3 separate regions of the Mus musculus genome follow, and all the other regions are linked to region 1. The links are chromatin contacts, called in public promoter capture Hi-C maps. All regions are on one chromosome and are shown on one strand. Each heading gives the region's core, a stretch centred on a gene start, on an enhancer-like site or on the middle of the called end of the contact. The rest is flanking DNA. Distances are from core to core; before and after follow the strand shown.

Region 1 (3,948 bases), core at 511-3,010:
AGGAAGAACTTAGAGATGGAGATTGTCAGCAATGACTGCCACCCTTAGCATTTGGAAAAACAAACTGCTAGTGAACTTAGCTTGAGATGTTTTTGCTACTGGCTCTGATGTAGAAAATCTTAGGAAACAATTTGAAGTTCAGAAAAACACACTCTTAATAATTGAGCTGGGGACTTTTTGAGGTCAGAGAACAAGAACAATCTAGCTAGATTGGAGGCTGGACTGGTGATGATTCATTTCTTGTATCCATTTTTGCCCTCAGCTTCCTGATATGATTTAATAAAAATTGCTATTGTGCATTCTGAGGTCTTCAAGTAGTTTTTTATATAAAAGTTTAGATTTGTGATTCTTTTAAATAGTTATAGGATTACTTAAGATAAATAATAAAATAGATTCTTTCTTTGTAATCACGAAATGCTGCCTGCCAGTTAGACAAACTGGCTGAGAAACTTACCTTGCTTGCTCACACCACACTAATCTATAACAAGTTGCTTAGTTACAGATGTATGTGGGTTCTTGGGAATAATTTCTGGTTTTTTTTTTAACCTGTAATATGCAAAATGTTTTTTCATGTAAAGATATTGAGGAACCTACTGTTTTGTTTTGTTTTATAATCATTCACTAAAAGAAAAATAGAATGTAATCATATTATTTCTATACTGCTTAAAAGATTTTGCTGGGATATATAAGCTAGAGTAGAATTTTTTTTTTCACTGATCTCTTTTGTGGGACCAAAAAAGAAGAGCATTCCTATGCCCTGTCTCCGTTTACCCTGAACGTCAGAGCTGATCTTTGACAACAATCGGAGAAAGAGAAGCATATATTGGGTCACCCAGACTGAGGGGGGGACCCTTTTATTTGAATTTGTTGTTGGGAAGCCAGCCCCTGCAGGTGGCCCTCAATGTGGAGCAGGATGGCGTCCAGCATGTGAAGGACCCTGAGGACCAGCGTGCGGTCTGAGACAGTGGGCTGCTCTTTCCAGTGTTTGCCGGAGCTGGAGGTCACTGCTGGGAGCTGAAATATAGGACCAGTGTGAGGGTGGAGGAGGGCCAGGGACCAGCGTGAGAGTGGAGCTAGAGAGAAGGGATGTGGGGAAGTGTCAAAGAGGATGGGGGGACAGGGGAATAGGTCACTGGGTCTCCAGAGGCTAGGTGGCCCTGGGGCCCATGGTGGCTGGATGAAGAATGGGAATGGGGACAGATGGACCAGAGGACTAGTCCTAAGGAATGATAGGGATGGATTGGTTGTAGACATAGGTTCTGTGGAGATGCAAGAACAGGTCACAGGGAGGAGGACAGGATCAGACAGGAAGCCCACAGGCCCTAAGCCAGGGTGATAGGAAGAAGGTTGAGTGGGAGGCATGGCCCAGGGGGCATGAGCAGAAGCAGGAACTGCAGAGGACAGAGTGGAGCTGTGCTCACCTGACCCTTAGCAACCTTAGCTCGCCATCGGTGCACTATCACACGGCTGACAACCAGCAACATGGTGGTGGTGATTGTGACCCCAGCCACGGGGTAGATGCGATTTCCTCCCAGGCCCAACCAGTAGCCAGGGCAACCCAGACTGTTCTTGCAGCTATCCAGGCTATTTGGCTGGCAGCCCCAGATATCTGGGCTGTTTGGCTGGCAGCCCCAGGGCTGCAAGTCCAGCCCTACTTGGTACCAGAGGGGCCTAGACCAGCCTTGGCTAGGGACAGGCATCACCAACAGGAACAGCGATGGCACTAAGAGCAATGTGTACAGCATGACTGTTAACACTTCGAGGAGCCGGAACCCTGGTACCTTGGCAACGGGCAAACACCCCTCCCCCAAGAGCAGGCCCAGCTCTGAGGCAGCAGCAGGTTCCAGCTGGGCCCATGGCCTTTCAAAATACAGCTTGGCCAGATGATGGGAAGTGGGGAGATGGACTCCAACCCTCCTATCATCCTTCCCTAATCTAAGCACCCTGCTGCCTTTAGGGTCCAATGTTCTCCACTCGGCTAGCAACTGCCACGCTGGTAAAACAGAGCACAGGGAAGCTTCCGAAACCCAGCTCAGCTCCACTCTGCAAGCACTTCCAAGTGTGGCTTCCTTGAAGTTTTCTGCTGGCTGCTGTCCTTGCCTCACTCAGACCTCCCTCACCACCCTTCCTTGTGCTGAAAGAGCATGGCTTCCCTCCTAGAAAGTCACCTTTCCAAGGTTAGAGAGAGCCTCACATACTGCCGTCACCCCTCCATGACTACCTTGGTGGTAGAGTCCTTTCTCCTCTAGCATTGACCCCCACCCGATTTTCTTTAGAGCATTTCTGGCTACCTACATAATCATCTTTATTCTCAAACTATAAAAACATACCGGCTTCCTCCTAGAACCCATCCGAGGCCAGCCTGACAAGTTCTTGTTTGAGGTCTGCCTCTGGCTCCAGGTCTTCATTCAAACAATATTTACCGAGCACCCAGACCCAGTGCCAGAATGGAGCGTGACAGAACAGATGAACAAAAAGCACTGCCTTCCTCCTCTGCGTTTTGGCGGGAGCTCAGATGGCTTGTAAACACTCTGGTGCCAGACACGGGCAAAAGCCACGATAAATAGGCCCAGGCAAGGGTGCCTGGGTGATTTGGAGGTCAGGAAGCCTCTATCTACAGTTGGGAACTTGCCCGGTACCTAGCACCGCGCCTGGAGCGTACCTGATGAATAGTGAAGTTCATGAGTTCTGGGCAGGAAATGTGGGTATTGCATTCTCTGGGCATTCCCATGTGTAACCACCAGGCAACCCATGAGGCTACCCTCCCTTTTACTGCTTAGGAGCCCACTGCCCTATCCCTCCCATCACGGGGTCAGTGGCCCAAGGGACCAACTCATGTTGCTGTTTTATGCCTGAAGTCAGCCGCTTCTTGACTGACATGCTCTGCCGATCTCAGTGCTCTATGAGTAAGCAGTTCATAACCCTGACTTTTAAATCCAGCAGCAGACCATGTGAATGGCTCTGTTCTTTAGCTGGGAGCTCAGGGGTTCACGCCACATCTCTCAGAAACACCAACTTCACCCTGCCTCTTAACCGGGTTTATCCCCGAGAATGGCTCTGTCCTGATCTACAGTTTTGATTCCATTTATTTTTTCCCAGCTAGAGCTAAAGGACTGTCTGTAAAACTGAAGAGAACCTTAAGCTTATAAAATACTAACCCATCCTGGGTGCCACCGCTGCCCGACTCAGCTTGCTCTCTGCCTGTCCCTGATCTCCCCAAATCTTACACCCTAGTTCTGTCTACCTTAGGGTTTATAAGAAGGATTGGGAGTCTGTGCTGAAGACCACTCGACACCCCAGCCACACCCTGACCATGCCACAGCAGAGCCTGAAGTTGGACAGACAAATTTATTCCCAAAGCTGTATTCCCACATCAGCTCCTTTTCAGCACCCAGCCAAGGCCAGCCTGACTGCAATACCCTGCCCCAGGCCTGTAGCACTGAACTTGGGAGTCCCAGGGCATCCATCCATGAATTGTATGTGCAGGTACATGGAATGGAGTCCCAGGTGGCACCTGGAGGTGGCCCAGAGGCAGGGGGTTTCATGAGGGTGACCTGTCACAACCTCCAGAGGTAGGCAGTCTCCTGCAGCAAAGTCAGAGTTTGGTGGCCTGCGTGGGTTAGAGAGGAGGTTCCAGTCAGTTTCCGGAGGACATATCTGAACTCCCAAATAGCATATCTCCCCATTCAAACAAATTTTTCCAGGCAGGAGGGGAAGAGCGATGGGTTCAACGTGGCCAGAGCCCTGGGCACTGTCACCAACCTCCTGGAGTTGGGGTCAGGGTGGGGAAATAGATTAACAAAAACTGCTCAGTGTGGCTGCGGCAGCTTACCAAAACAGGGCTCTTAGGGACAGACTTCCGGTGGCTGAGGGCAAAGGTCACAGCGTCATGGACAGAGGCAAAGACATGCTGCTTAGTGATAGATTCATCAAAGAAGTGTCCAGCTT
Region 2 (3,948 bases), core at 620-3,119, 220 kb after region 1:
GTTTTAATTCCCAGCACCTACATGGTGGCTTTCAACCATCTGTATCCTCTTTTGGCCTGAGAGCTGCCTAATATAGTATGCATATACATGAGGCAGATAGACAAACACATAAAGAAAAATAAATCTGCCGGTGTTGGGCATAGATTGCCCATTTTTAATCCCAGCACTACTCAGGAGGCAGAGGCAGGCAGATCTCATGAGGTCAAAGCCAATTTGGTCTACATCATCCAAGGCTACACAGTGAGACTTTGTCTCAAAAAAAAGGGGGGGGGGATTAATTAAAATTAAAACAATTAAAGCAGGCTAACTCTATTATGTTAATAAAGCATAAGTGGAAGCAACCGAGGAAATAAAATTGCTCTTTGACAGTCTTACTTAAATCAAATGAGTAGAATGTTACTTGTATACTTCCCTGCAATCAACACTGGAATCGAGGTATTGATTATGCTCGCCAGTTTGATTCAATTGTTTTAACCATATCGAAACTTGGAGGAGGAGGAGGAGGAAGAGAAGGAGGAACGCATAATTAACTGGACACGAATAAAATGGCATAACTGAAATTTCCTTTACATACTTGAGCAAAGGGAGAGAGGAAATATATATATAGGTAAAACAATAGTGAAAATATTGATAACTGTTGAATGTGAGCGGCAGGCAGTATTGGGGGAGGAGGTTCAGCTACTGAATGTGAGTGACAGCATTTAGGGAGGGGCTCAGCTCATCGTTCCTCTTATGTGTATGCTTATAAGGTTTTCATTGAGGCAGAGGTAGATAGTTGACCCCAAGTTCGAGGTCAGCTTGAACTACCTACTGAGTTCCTGCTTAATCAAGGCGATCGGCCTCGTCTCCAACAGTTTTCAGCAATAACTCTTCCAAAACGGAATTCTTTGCAAATGAAATGATCATCCGGTTTATTCGGGGCGAGCTGCCGGGTGCTGGTGCTCTTGTCTTCGGAAAGCAAGCAGGCTATGGGGTCTAAGGCAAAGAGGCAGAGCAGCTTCTGGCGGGACCGACTCAAGCTCCGCGCCACCACGCGGACCAAAGAACGCGCACGCTTCATTCAAGGCAGAATCTGACAAATCACTCTCCGTGAACGCTCGGGCTCAGAGAACCGCGGAGCTCAATTTGGAATGCTCACACGCCGGGGAACCCAAGCAGCTGGGCTGGAGAGCTCTCGGGTCTCGGCCCAGGGTAAGGCCGGGAGCCGAGCCCAGGGCACCCCTGGTCGGCCCTCGGGTCCCTCCCTGAACCCTTCACTCGGTGCCCACATCGCACCTCGGCCTTGCCCCGCCCGCCTACCTTCCAGATCGGCATCTTCCGAGTCCGAGTCACTCTCCCCGTCCTCCTCGATGACGGGGACTGCGCTGGACTCCTGCGTGTGAAAGGTCGTCGGGGAGACGATGAACGTGTCTGATTCCTGGCGGCGGGCCTCGCGCAGGCGTGTGAAGTACTCCACCGCGAAGTCGACGAGGTCGGGCGGCTGCTGCCGAAGCACCTCCACGGTGTAGCCCTGCAGCAGCTCCGTGAGCCCCGCGGGGATCTGGATGTGGCTCATGCCTGCGACGTCCGAGGGGCCCGGCGGGTCCGGGCGGCCGGCGGCTGCAACCTGCGCGCTCCCTCACGCCGGCCTGTCACTCCGCGCCCGCGGTCTCCCGCGCGGCCCGTCTCGGCCTTCCTCGCGTCGCGCCTTATTCTGGCCGGGTCTGAGTTTGTTGTGCGGGCCGCGCGACCCTTCCGCTAGCAAGCCAGCCTGGCGCCGCTGCTGTTGTCACCCGGCCGCAGCCGCCGCCGCTGCCGCCGCCGCGCCGCCGCCGCCGCGGGGACCGCCGGGCAGGCAAGCTGGACGGGCGCGGCAGGCGCCCGGGTTGTGACGCACGCGGCCGCGGGCGTGCGCGTCCCCGGCCAGGAGCTGGCCCAGAGTGCGCGTGCGCCGCTGAGCCTCCCGCTCTCGGAGCAGCCCATGGTCAAGGTGCGGGAGGCCCCGGAGATGAGGAAAGAGTGGCCCGGCTGCGAGGCGGGCTGGTTAGTGCGTCTCGCCTGGTCACAAAAACCTTTCACTCATGCTTTCGGAGCATGCTGCGAGCCTCTTAAAGGAGTGCCAGGGTCACTGAAGTGACACAGGACCACCTCACCTTGACCCCTGCTCTAGTGGAGGGCCAGAGGGCTTACTCTAGGGAACGACATTAATGCTAAGCCTAAAGTACTGAGCAGGTTTGCCCAGAGAACGATCTGGAGGAAAGTCCTGTACAACAGGAACAAAGACCTAGTCAAGTCAGAAGAACCACCTTGACTGACAGGTAGAACGATGCGTGCCTGACTGCCTGAGGTCCTAAGGAGTCTAATATGACGTCGTGAGATGTCAAAGGGGGAAGGCTTTGTAGGAAGTAAAAGTTTCAGTGAGATAGTCACTTGTGAGCCTCAAGCAGAGAAATAACCCTGAAAGAGCTCGCTCAGCCGATTGTGGGCAGTAAGAAAGCAGAATAATGCCAGGAGCTGGACAGACCTCGGGGCTTGTTCCTCCTTTTGGACACTTCCATCTTGGTCTTCAGGCCTAGACTTAGAGTCCTCCTTCCTCCCCACTCAACCCTGGGCCACACTACTTGGTGAAGTTGAGCAGACCACAGACCGTGTTGTCTTTTGCCTTTGGGAAGAGGGCAGAGGTGAACTAGAGAGGCACCTGCTGTTCCTCAACTTGTTTCCTCCTGTCACCAAACTTGAACAAAAGAAGTTACAGACCTTTCTGGAATATCCAGCCTAGGTGCTGGCCAAAGAGCCAGCGAGAATACTGTTCTCCCTCTCCCTGCCGGAACCAGCCAGCAACTCGTGAGCTTGGGAACCTGAAGGGTATTGGGATTGTTAAGCACCACCTGGTAATTAACCAGTATTAATTAAGATCTCCACTAGCACCGCCCATAAAGGCCTGGCACAAACCCAAAACCTCAGGCTGCTGGGAACTGAGCTGTGTATGGTGACAGGGGAACACCTTACTGAGGTACTCAATGTAGGGGCCAGTCCAGGCTGTAAGCTAGGTAGACCTGAGACTACAAACAGCTATGTGTCCCTGAATGTATGTTGAGTGGCGGCGAAGCAGTATCCAGCATGCTGGCTGGAGGCACTGACAGCATACTTGTGAAGACTGAATGAATGAATGAATGAATGAAGAAGGAACAAATGATACATTTCAGCAACAAAAGAAGCAGAAACTGCTCTCCTGACTTCAGTCTCATAATATGTATCATTTCTTTCAAAGCTGCTACATAATTCAAGTCTAGCCTGGGTTACATGAAACTATCTCAAATCAAAAACAAAAAAGCAAAGCAACACAGTGGAGATGGGTCTTCTCTTGAGCAGACTGGCTCTTTTTGGGGGGGTATGGGAGGAGGGGAGAGGTTGTTGGTTTGGTTTTTCAAAACAGGATTTCTCTGTGTAGTCCTGGCTGTTCTGGAACTCACTTTTTAGAGCAGGTTGACCTTGAACTCAGAGATCTGTCTCCTGAGTGCTGGGATTAGATGTGCACCACCACGGCCCAGTCTAGCCAACTCTTAAAAGTTTTCCAGGATTCAAATCTTGCCATTACAATCCAAAAAACCTAGATGTGACCCCCCCCACCACTGCACCATATTACCAAGGGAATTGCCTCTCTGCAAGCAACCCTACAGCCAAGCTTGTGGAAAGGTAAATTCACAACTCCAAGTTCCAGTCTTCCCACATTATCATGTCTTACATGTTTTAAATGGGGCACAGGCAAATGAAGAGTTAGGACTCTGACCTCAATTACAAAATAGAGAAGAGAAAGGTTGTTGACAGAGTTGGGTGTGGACAGGGTCTCCCGGTACACTGAAACCCTATTGGCCTCTGTCAGAAACAGTCTGGTTTTCCTGACCTGTTAAACAGATTCAGCACAGCCTAACCATCCATCTGTCCAACAGACAGCATTCAGAGGGCACC
Region 3 (3,948 bases), core at 536-3,035, 160 kb after region 1:
CTAGAAGTTGAACTCAGTTCTCTCTCATGTTTTCTTAGCAGGTATGTTACCAACAGCTACCTCTGCAGCCTGTTTTGATTTTGAGAGGAACTCAAGTTCAATCAAGGAAACAGTAAGGCTCCCCCATATCCAAAGAGAAATGTCAAGTATGGTCTCATCTCAGAGTTTTGCTGAGGACTGGAGAATCGCTATAAGGGGAGGGGGAGGGAAGAAGGGAAGAGGGGGAAAGGGGGAGGGGGAGTGGGAGTAGGAGAGGGAGGGGGGAGGGGGAGAGAGAGATTGTAGTGCCATGCCTTTAACCTTTAACTCCAGCACTCAGGAGACAGAGGCAGGTGGAGGTGGATCTCTGTGAGTTTGGGGACAGCCAGCCTGGTCTACATAGTGAGTTCCAAACCAGGCAGAGTTGCATAGCCAAGTCTCCATCTCAACAGGAGGCGGTGGGGGGGGGGTGGGAGGAAGAAGAAAAGAAGAGCAGATGGAGGAGGATGAGTTAGAAGGGAGCAGCAGGCTCAGAAGGCCATGGTTGGACAATTGTGATTTCAAGGCCACCCCCAGGGTGACATGGCATCCCATTCAAAAAGATATGTAGATACAAACGATAGTTGTATAGACACTGATAGCCTGCACCACTCACCCTACCCAGTGACCTGAAGAATGACTAAAACTGGGGCTAGGAGCCAGAATGAAGGCCAAGAGTGAGAGAGCAGTGGGGTTAATGGGACCACTGTGGACTGCGGCTGCTGTTGACAGAGAGTAGGGGACAGAACCGAGGAGCACCTATGTCTAAGATGGCCCTGCAGCCTGGTGGCGATAAAACTCCAAGCCATCCCTGTTCTTGGGGAAGGAGAAGGGAGATCCCAGACCCCTGCGGCTTCTGTCTATTGCAGCTGCTCAAGAGGAGAGTGATCGGGATGGGGAAGGAAACCGGAGAGATGCGCATCGCTCAGCTGGCACACACACTGGTTGTCACTAAAAGTCTTTGGGGAGGCATGGATAGGGTGTGGAAAGAGTGAGAGGTGACAGGGGTAATGGCGTGGCACTCACAAGCAAGTCTCCAGGATGGTGTCAAGAAGGAGGCCGAGTCTTGGAGCAGGAGCTATAGGATCGTTAGCAGATACAGAGGATTCTGACACTGGCAGCACATGGCTTGGTTTCTGCCCCTGCAAACATGATAAGGTCATTAGCGGCATCATGGTAGGGGTACAAGATGTTACGCGTGGCCTTCAGGACCCTGGAGAAGGATGGCTAGCAGATACTGAAGGAGATCTTCAGAGTCTGGTGAGATCAAATCTGGTCTCTGGGCTGGTGTGTTAGGCTGCTGCTCTCTGCCCTTTTCTGGCTGTATCTGGGGACTTAAGAAGCACCCCTCTTTGCTAGTATCTGAGCCTGGAAGGAGGTAATATTGACTTGGGACCTGTCATTTATCAGAATCCCCTTCCCTTTATGCTCCTAAATTTGTGCCTTTCCTCCCAGTCCTCATGGTGTAAAGTCTGCCCTGGGTCTCTGGTACCTGGCATCAGACACACAACTCAAGGCTAGAGACACAGTGTCCTCACTGGGGCTGGAAGTGATATTCGTGTCTCCTCTGAGCCCATCCCTCTCCACAGCTACAGATCATGGGTCATTCAGGAAGGGAGCTGGCTGCTGTAAATCATCGCTAGGATATTCTCCCAGAACAAAACAGGAAAATTACCAAGAAAAGTGTTCCACAGGGCCAGGGTGGAGGCGGTTCCCAGCACATCTTAGACATGCACACTGTGTCCCCAATGTCCCCAATGTCCCCAGTGCTTCCAGGCAGCACACAGCCCTGAGGGGCCAGCTGAAAGATTCCCATTGTGCTGGATGGATGCCCAGTCTGTGAGCCCCAATTCCACCCACACTCTCAATGCGCCCCTGCCTTCACACTGTGTGCCAGGCCTTTGCGTTGTTGTTTTTTTAAATACATTTTTAAGGTTTTAAATTTTGTATAGGAATGGATGGGAGAGATATATGAGTTAATGACACACACACACACACACACACACACACACACAGAGGGATGGGGAGTGAAGGTCGGAGGACAATTTGCAGGAATAAATTCTTGCAGAGAACTAAATTCAGCTTGTTAGGTTTGACAACCTTTACCCATTGAGTTCTCTTGCTGACCCTGAGCCTGGCCTTCTATTTAGTAAAACTAGCTTGTTTGGTTAACTATTAGAAGGTCCACTCTGTATCAGGCAGTGGGGGCTGGTTTTGCTATGATCCAGAACATTCCAGTCTTGAGCAGAGCACAAGGAGCAAACAAACCAGCCCCTGGACCCTAACTAACCTTTACTAAAGTCACCAGCTGATAGGGCAAGGGTCTAGGCAAAGCTAGGGCAGGCCGGGTGTGGTGGCACACGCCTTTAATCCCAGCACTTGGGAGGCAGAGGCAGGCGGATTTCTGAGTTCGAGGCCAGCCTGGTCTACAAAGTGAGTTCCAGGACAGCCAGGGCTACAGAGAAACCCTGTCTCGAAAACCAAAACCAAAACCAAACCAAAACAAAACAAAACAAGCTAGGGCAGAACGGATAGCTACCCTCTGGTAAGTATGTGGTTTCCCAGAGGGGCAATCTGAGGCCCAGATCAGAATTCCCTTTTGTCCTTTGGGCAGCGTCCGCCAGGAGCTTGGGATGGTGACCTAAACGCCAAGGTCTGAGGGACACGTTTTCCCACTGTGCTCTGCTCGAGGCTGTGGTTGCCTGGGGAACTGTCTCTCATTTGGGATCTGAGCTGAGATTTGGAGGCTGATGGAGACTTGAGACTTGGATGAGATTGAGTTTCTCACTTGGGATTGGCTGCAGTTCTAGGATAGAAGGCCAAGAGCCCAAAGGGAGTCAGGGATAGCCTGCCCCCTGCTGACCGAAGTGGAAAACTGCAGAGCTGCAGCTCAAGGTCACACAAAATGGACACCCACAAGAAAACTTGATTCTTGGCCACCTGTCTGAACAGAAAGCAACTTCGGCCAAAAGCGCATCTCTGGCCAACCGTTGTCAAGTTTTGAAAGTACAACAACGTAAAAACAGAATTCTAGGCCTTTAGGCCCAGGCTTGGGAATGTGGCCTTTGTAAAGGTATGCTAATCATAAAAGAGATAGCGACCCACCCGCTTCCTGGGTTCAAAGAGTGCTCATTCAAAGAAAGTCACCCAGAACCTGCAATGCAAATGTGCTATTGTTAGGGGCTCTTAGAAGCTGTCTTGAGAGTTAACAATTACCAGGTATTCCTTGTGACTCTTGTAACTTTACACTTCCTTGTGACTCTTAACTGGTATCTTTGGTATCTTCCAACAACGCCCTCCCCACTTCCTTGAGTTTCGGTTTCTTCCTTTAAATACCCCCTTACCCAGCTACTCGGGGCGCCACGGTCCTCTACCCCTGCGTGGTGTATGACCATGGGCCCGAGAGCGCTCTTGAATAAAAATCCTCTTGCAATTTGCAGCAAGACCCGTTTCTTGTGGGTGATTTTGGGGTGTCGCCTCTCCTGAGTCAGAACGTGGGGGAGTCCTCACGTTGTGGGTCTTTCAGTTTCAAGTGATGTGAAACGAGGACGAGAATTCCTGAGGAGTCTGTGTCTCTTACCAATCCAGTCTTCTCTTTTGCTTCTTCTGAGAGGCATCACATGAAAGGAGGGAGAAGGAGGAGGCGCTGTGTGCCTAAGTGTTTAAACCACTTAAGAGGCAAAAGGCCTGCGATAGTGCCATGGCTTTAATCCCAGCACAGAGGCAGGCAGATCTTTGAGTTCAGGGCCAGCCTGCTCTACAGAGTAAGTTTTAGGACAACTAGGGCTACACACACACACACACACACACACACACACACACACACACACACACACAAGACCTTCTCAAAAAAACTCAAAACCTTAAAAAGGGTGGGGGGGGGGAGCTAGCTAGCTTCATAGCCTAAGACAGTAGACACCTTAAAGTGGA

Evidence for each region. Promoter capture Hi-C pulls out the DNA fragments that hold promoters and counts their contacts.
Region 2: a contact with region 1 is called in a promoter capture Hi-C map of the HPC-7 cell line. The contact joins the promoter of Prkar2a here to the promoter of Tmem89 in region 1. A contact is called at or near these places in 7 of 39 promoter capture datasets (the 3T3-L1 cell line, the HPC-7 cell line, cranial neural crest and 3 more), 4 of 115 datasets of contacts at active chromatin or transcription factors (acute myeloid leukemia, embryonic stem cells and pancreatic cancer cells) and 1 of 9 other capture datasets (embryonic stem cells).
Region 3: a contact with region 1 is called in a promoter capture Hi-C map of hippocampal neurons, with 2.6 times the contacts expected there. The contact joins the enhancer-like site here to the promoter of Tmem89 in region 1. A contact is called at or near these places in 8 of 39 promoter capture datasets (the 3T3-L1 cell line, hippocampal neurons, liver and 3 more), 1 of 484 Hi-C or Micro-C datasets (bone marrow-derived macrophages), 1 of 115 datasets of contacts at active chromatin or transcription factors (embryonic stem cells) and 2 of 9 other capture datasets (adipose tissue and embryonic stem cells).

What each region holds. Positions count from the first base shown.
Region 1 is chr9:108,912,431-108,916,378 of GRCm38.p6, reverse strand. It overlaps Tmem89 (transmembrane protein 89), which reads right to left and starts at 1,760. Exons shown (of 2, transcript NM_027066.1): 1 at 1,422-1,760; 2 at 816-1,014. The coding sequence starts at 1,745. The coding sequence ends at 829. It overlaps Slc26a6 (solute carrier family 26, member 6), which reads right to left. Exons shown (of 20, transcript NM_134420.4): 19 at 3,833-3,948; 20 at 3,330-3,610. The coding sequence ends at 3,596.
Region 2 is chr9:108,690,064-108,694,011 of GRCm38.p6, reverse strand. Prkar2a (protein kinase, cAMP dependent regulatory, type II alpha) reads right to left here and starts at 1,869. Exons shown (of 11, transcript NM_008924.3): 1 at 1,300-1,869. The coding sequence starts at 1,555.
Region 3 is chr9:108,752,413-108,756,360 of GRCm38.p6, reverse strand. No RefSeq gene overlaps it. Among named protein-coding and RNA genes, the nearest start is that of Gm24259, 16 kb to the right of the region's middle. Within about 2 kb of position 1,785, at least 39 of the 459 cell types and tissues checked have an H3K27ac peak or open chromatin away from gene starts, as enhancers often do. A contact at or near this core is called in adipose tissue, embryonic stem cells and hippocampal neurons, where this site is marked.